Linked DNA regions of Sus scrofa: region 2 is linked to region 1. A link is a contact called in public HiChIP or PLAC-seq data. All regions are on one chromosome and are shown on one strand. Each heading gives the region's core, a stretch centred on a gene start, on an enhancer-like site or on the middle of the called end of the contact. The rest is flanking DNA. Distances are from core to core; before and after follow the strand shown.

Evidence for each region. HiChIP or PLAC-seq counts read pairs in DNA pulled down with a chosen protein or histone mark.
Region 2: an H3K27ac HiChIP or PLAC-seq map of skeletal muscle shows a contact between it and region 1. The contact joins two enhancer-like sites. A contact is called at or near these places in 2 of 47 Hi-C or Micro-C datasets (both in skeletal muscle) and 1 of 2 datasets of contacts at active chromatin or transcription factors (skeletal muscle).

Annotation. Positions count from the first base shown.
Region 1 is chr17:42,795,722-42,799,047 of Sscrofa11.1, reverse strand. No RefSeq gene overlaps it. Among named protein-coding and RNA genes, the nearest start is that of MAFB, 610 kb to the left of the region's middle. Within about 2 kb of position 1,392, at least 8 of the 83 cell types and tissues checked have an H3K27ac peak or open chromatin away from gene starts, as enhancers often do. A contact at or near this core is called in skeletal muscle, where this site is marked.
Region 2 is chr17:43,062,151-43,065,682 of Sscrofa11.1, reverse strand. No RefSeq gene overlaps it. Among named protein-coding and RNA genes, the nearest start is that of MAFB, 350 kb to the left of the region's middle. Within about 2 kb of position 1,967, at least 3 of the 83 cell types and tissues checked have an H3K27ac peak or open chromatin away from gene starts, as enhancers often do. A contact at or near this core is called in skeletal muscle, where this site is marked.

The sequences.
Region 1 (3,326 bases), core at 143-2,642:
AATAGGACACGCCTCCTGAGAAAACAGAAGTGAAACACCTCTATGATGTTTAAAACTAGAAAGGATCTTATAGATCACAGAGGAGTATACTTCTTTATACACAGGCAAATTGAGTCTCAGAGAGATTGAAGGACTTTCTAATTTCACAAAATAATTGGTTGGAGACTCAAGACTAAATACTCCCTGTGTAGCTGGAGCTTTGTTATGATTATTTACTTTTTTGCCATATTCCCTCTGCCTTCTTTCCTAATAAATGAGGATCAACAGGTCTGTGCATCTATAGAAATTTAATATATTCCTATCTTAACTAAGCACTTGTAATGCACTGTGAATGTAACTTTTGCTGTTTGAGGTACAACACCAAAGTAGTACAAATTTCTCTTGCCTTCTTCACAATTTCACAAATTGAAGATTCATACTTACCATGTATTAGCAACCTCAGCAGCCTACTTCCTATTTTTTTTTAATTTCCTTATTGAGAACTTTCACCTTTTCTCATAAAGGAAGCACTTTACAGCTTCTCTTTAGCATATCTGAATTGCCAGCATCACGACTCTTGAGCCTTAGAACCATTATATAAAGTAAGGGACACTGAACACAAGCACTGCGATTGCTAACCAAGAATGCTATTAAGTGCTATTAAGGGGTGCGATGTCCTGGACAGAGGGGGTTTCCTGTCCTGGATGGGATGGAGCAGGACAGTGTGAGATTTCATCACCCTACTCAGAAAGGCATGCAACTTAAGACTTATGAATTGTTCATTTCTGAAATATTTCCAGAATGCAGATGACCACAGGTAAATGAGACAAGGGAGGACTACTGGATCTCTTTGATCACATATCCCTCTACCCAGCAGTTACTTCATGACAGTTTAAGAAGTATATCAAAGTAAATTGTGGGCACTAGTATACTTCCTCCTAAATACTTCTGCATGCACCTTATTGGGAAGAGTTTATTATTTGTTTACAATTCTTTTCCTTTCTCATTTAACATTTACATGTAACGGAATACAGAGATCTTAATTAAAGGTACATTTGCTGAGTTTTGCAAATGCATACAAAGAAGTCTCCTGCCCCTTTACAAGGGAACATTTTTAGGATATAACAATTAGGTCAAAGTGGAGCAGGGGTGATTTCTATCATAAAGACCCCAGGGCTAACTCAGTTTCCCCACTACATTTTGTGCTATTAAATCCCTGCAGTTTCTTAGATTTTTCATTTGTGGCATAGAATTTAGTGTTCAGGAGCATGGAGGATAAAGAGCCAAATGGAGACAGAAAAAGCCATGTCATCATTAAAAATAAACAGAGACACAAATATGTCAGAGGACAGAGGTAGGCATTTCATTGTGCAAGTGATTTATGGGGGAAGCTAATTTTAAACAAGCTCAGGCCGCCTGCTGTGGTGCCTTGCAGCCAAACAAACAGTCAAAGCACCCTTTCGACAGCAGCTGAGAGCTGCTGGACTCCTCAAGGAGTAATCTCATTTTCCTGGTGGTGTAAAAGGCATTAAGCGGCTGTTTACTGTCTAAGGAAACCCTGGTTAAGTCACTAAAAGCTGATCCTGCTGAATACCGTAGAGTTACGAGCATCAGGGCTAGAGACAATGGCTTCAGAGTCAAACCCACACAAAACACGGACACATTAAAAACAAATAAAGCAGGGCCTTCCCTGTTTATTCCCAGCTATAAACTTCTTTTCCTTAAATCAGCACCGGGACAGGAGAGAGAGACAGGTCACCCAGGAAATCAGTGCACACTTCTCTGGCCTTGTTATTCGTGTCCGGTTTGTCACAGGGATCGGGTAGGGACTGAGAGTTATGCCAGCGGGGAACCAGCCAGGTCACAGAGAAAGTGGAAACAGGAGAGGCAGGACTGTGGCCTCCTGTGTGGTGGAGACACTGCAGGCTGTATAAGCTGGCCAGTCCAGGATTAGTAGACTCTATTTTTAGATTGGAGGCCTTGGGCAATTAGTTTTCTCTGCCTTCAAGTCTGAGGCCTTTCCAAATGTCAGTGTTGAAAAATGTGTGGTTCAAAAGTCTAATCCTCTGGAAAGTCCTACCTAAGCAGAGGTAGAGGTATGTATGTGGGGTAGGGGCGGGGGGAGCAGAGAGAGATGGGTTGTCAGCAGTAATTTCAATGAATGAAAATTTAATATGGACCCTTAATACCTAAGGTTCAAAAGCCAACTGAAAGGTAAAAGAAGGCTGAGGTGATAGATTAAAGAGAGAATTTCTTTGGGAAAATGTATGGGAGCATTTACCTCTTACCATTCCACGAAGGGGGAGGGGATGTCACCCTCTTGCCTCAAGTCTTGTGAGAGGTGTGGAAGCCCCAACTAGGGAACTAGATGCAGTGAACAGGTTTGATATTCCAAAGGGGTTTCAGTATCCAACAAGGCATGCACACTGACGAGTGAGAACTAACATCAGCTGTGCAAGGGGGGTCTGCTCTGTAGGGCCCAGTTTTAGCAAGTATTGACTCTCGGGTTCCTGGATGGGGGCTGGGAAGGCACCGGCATTGCTTGAGGGTTTGGGGGGTGCTCAGTACCAAGTGTTATAGGAGTACGTCAACCCTCTCACAGTCAGCATGCCCTACTGGCGCACACTAGCTGACTAGCAGACCTGGACAGCAGACAGCTAGGGGCAGTGGTTAGGGTGCGCCTGCAGTGCTATGGAGCACTGGCAACAGTGCTTGGTTCCCACGGAGGAGATGTCAGCCATGGATGCAGGAGAAAGAGAACTGATCTTTATCGCCATCAAGGGACTTTGCCCAAGAAGGCTGCTTGGAAGGGAGACAGGGCAACCTCAGAGAGAATATGCAGTGGAGGAGGAACTCAAACAACAATGCCATCTTTGTGCCATAAACCCTCTTGGCAGTCTGTGTCTACGGATGATCCCTTCGTTGACTTCCATTTTCAAGTGCATAAATTAAATTCATAGAATTTCAAAGGAAACTATATCTAAGCAGAGTAATCAATATATTAAAAAAATTCTTAACACATTAAAACAATGGGATATAGTATCAGTTCTAAAAACTACCATAATTTTGGTAATCTTGAAACCGTGATAAGTGTAAACAGCATTTTGAAATATCTTCATAACCACAATGTAATATGAAGTTCCCTCTGATTCATTTCATTGGTGACAAAGTTACAAGTACTGTTAATGAAACCAAATTCGAAATAGAAGGAAATGCTAAATTTCCATTAGAATTTGCACATTTATAATTGATGGACATGACAAATTTCAGGTAGAGATCAGTGAAAATACATACATGTATGCATACATACATACATTTTGTTCCATTCAAGTTGAGGGACCCCCTAG
Region 2 (3,532 bases), core at 718-3,217, 270 kb before region 1:
ATCTCTTTAAGGGATATGAGTGTGGCTTCATCTTTAATTGGAGGGCTGATGGTTACTTCCAGGACCTTTTTGGTTCTGACATCTGACAATGGAGAATTTTTCTGTTGTGATGTAGTATGTCTTTCTATGGAGATATTTACTGCTACTTTTGTCTCTTGCAGGGAAGATACAAACGACCTTGTTGATCCCAGCCCCCTGTATCAGTAAATTGCTGCTCACTGGAACTCACTTTTCCCTCCTCACCGTGTGTGTGTCTCTGTTCTGTGTTGCAGAGTGTTGATAATTGTCCCTTCAGGCCTATTTGGTAAATCTATGTCCCCGTGGGTGGGCCTAGTGTCCTCTGAAGAAAGGAGGCACACCCAGTGTTAATCATCTGGGGACCAGGCCATGCTAAGCTGGAAAATTCCATCTTAGGAGGCATGCAAGGGACCTCCCAGTCTCTCCACTTTAGTTTCAGCCTTTGAGGAGACGTGATGTCTTTAGGGTGGTCCAGAGTTTCAGGGGTTCAAGATAGCTTCCTTGATGGGGAGGTGTGAGGGGAAGGAGGAAGAGGCTGGTCTGCTTCGTGCCATACGCCGACCGTGGGGGGCCTCCTTCATCTTGTAAGTGAGCATTTCCAGTTATTTCTTGCCTGCTCATTCCCTTCAGTTGACCTAAGGCCTTTAGAAAAGACTGCTTGGAATCTGAGAAACTTATCTCAAAAACACCTCTGAATTCAGGGAAGGACCTCATCACGTCATTTCAGGGGAGCTGCAAATAGACTTAATGCCTCCCAAGATCAGGTGGAGCAGCAAGGAATGTTCTACTAGAGTTCATGTTTTCAAAACATGACTTGTATTTTTAATTAGTCACCATATACGCCCGCCCATCGTTATCTTCCGCATCTTAAAACACCCTTATAAAGTGATATTATTCTTGTTTCCACTTTGCAGATGAGGGAATCGAACATTTGAGACTGTGTATCCCCACCATCTATTCACATCTGACATCCTCTATTTTCTGCTCTTCTTGGAGGATCTTTGCTGCATAGTCAAAGAGGAAGTTGAATATTTTTGTTACATTTTTGCAACATGCAAAGCACCTTTGCCCGCCTGCCTTCCTCCCTTCCTTCCTTCCTTCCTTCCTCTTTCTTTTTTTTCTCCCTCTCTCCTTCCCTCCCTTTCTTCCTCCCCCTTTCTCCCTTCCTTCTTAATTTTAAGAGCAAGACACTGTGGTCCCCATGGGTTATATGAAATAGATAGAGGAGATGAGACTCAAAATTATGTCAAGTCCAGGACTCTTTCCTCTGGTACTTTATTTTGGCCTAATTCAGAAAACGGCCAGGATGGAAATGCCCAGGATTGGAAACACAGTTTGGCAGCAGAGAGTCAAATATGGAAGGACCCCTCAGCCCCAAAGGGCCATAGCCCTCCTAAATTGGGGCTTTCTGTACATTTTCCAGGCACATGTCTATGCTGGTCTGGATGTGATCATAAGGACGCCTATGGATGTTCAGATGTCTCAGTGTGTCAATTAATAGGCTCTGACAGAGGACCAACACACTGTGGAGAATTGAAACAATTATATGGATACCTTGGTCCCCTCCCTGATTTTTTTTATCAGCTCACAGAAAGCCAAAGGAAGCTTTGATGTTCTTTTTTTTTTTTCTTTTCTTTCTTTTTTTTTTTTTTTTTTTTTTTTTACTGCTTCATGGATCCAGTGATTGTTCTCTTACTCTCTTTCCGCCTCCACAGGCTCCGGTGGACCACAATGCTCTGACAATTCCTGAACACCAAAGTGAGAAGGACATTTGCATCCGAGGACCTTGACTACTTCGAGGGAAGGAATTACCTGCTCAGCATGGTCTCAGAAAGAAGTTCTCTCAGAGGTTGTGTGAGGACAAGCTGAGGAAACATAAGCCATAGCTTCTGGAATCGTAACAATATTCCAAGACAAATGTTCCTCATGGGCTGGGGTTTTTTCCTACATCTGTCATACACTCAGGGTGTGACATGGGGGAATGCACTCCCCGCCCTCAGCCACCAAGCCTCATCTATACAGCGGGGGGTTTAGAGTTCCAAGATCCCGAGTATCATGCCTTGAATGGGGTCAGGTTGGGAATTCAGATACTCAGGCTTGTTGGGAAAGGATGTATCCAGGTGGGGGCAGGGCTTGTGTTGAATTAGATGAGAAAGGGGCGTGGTGATCAGGCTGTGAGCTGGTCTAGAAAGAAAGTCTAAAAAGGTCTGATCTGGAGGCAGTCGCCTAGGAGTGGCAGTCAAGCCAGGTCAGGCTCTGGGCGGACTGCCTGCTTTGGGAAATGGCATGGATGTGTGGGGAGAGGCTGTTAAGGCTGGAACAGGTGTCCAAGCCCAAGCCAAATGGATTGAAGGTCAGGACGGGGCATTAGTTCTAAACAAGGTGCCCGCATGCAAAGCAGACACTGACTGGGTGGTCACAGAGAAACCCGCTCTGCAGGGAACCCTGCGTTTAAGACAGCAAGAGTAAGTCTTGCTGCTTCTCATGGAAAATATAAGGCTGTCTTGGCTGGAGGGTTGGAGATGCTGGACAGACACATTTAGAGCTGAAATACAGTACTTCAATTTTAATAGAAATAAAAAAATAATAACAACCAACACATAAGAAGCACTTTCTCTGTGACACACTGTTCTAAGTTCCTCCCATATGTGAATCCATGGGCAGGCTGATTTTAAAGCTTTTTCCTGTTAATGACTATGTTAGCAACCCCCCCCCCTTTTTTTTTTGGCCAATATCAAACTGTGGTGATATTTGTCCCTTCAATTATGATTATGCCATCCTTGACGAGTCCAGGCAAAAATAGAGAGAATGGGGAGGGACAAATGGAAATTGGTTCAGACTGGAGATTCCCAGGAAATAGGAGCCCTTTCAATGACATTATCAGTATGGATTTCATTGTCAGGCTTTCCTCTTCAAACAGGATCAAAGATTAGCCACACTTGCATTCTTTCCCAGTTAGATGTATCTTTCCAGCAAAGAGTCCATGTCTCCAAGCTGGAGGTGAGTCCAGCCACCATCCTCCAATTTCTCCTACAACTACAAGTATCTATTAGGTTCCTCTAGGTTAGATGTAGGGTGACTGCGACTGTGGAGAAACCCACATGGGACATTAAAAAATGTTGCAAGAGGAGGAGTTCCCATCGTGGCACAGCAGAAACGAATCTAACTAGGAACCATGAGGTTGCAGGTTCATGTTGATTGGACCCCTAGCCTGGGAACCTCCATATGTCTCGGGTGAGGCCCTAAAAAGCGAAATAAATAAATACATAAATACAAATAAATAACAAATAACAAATAAAAATTGTTGCAATTCTCACTTTAAAAAAAAAAAATGTTATAAGAGGAGTTCCTGTCATGTCTCAGCAGAAGGAAACCAGACTAGGAACCACAAGGATTTGGGTTTGATCCTTGGGCTGGCTCAGTGGGTTAAGGATCTGGCATTGCCATGAGCTATGGTGTAGGCTGCAGATGAGGCTTGGATCCTGTGTAGCTGAGGCTGTGGCACAGGCTGGCT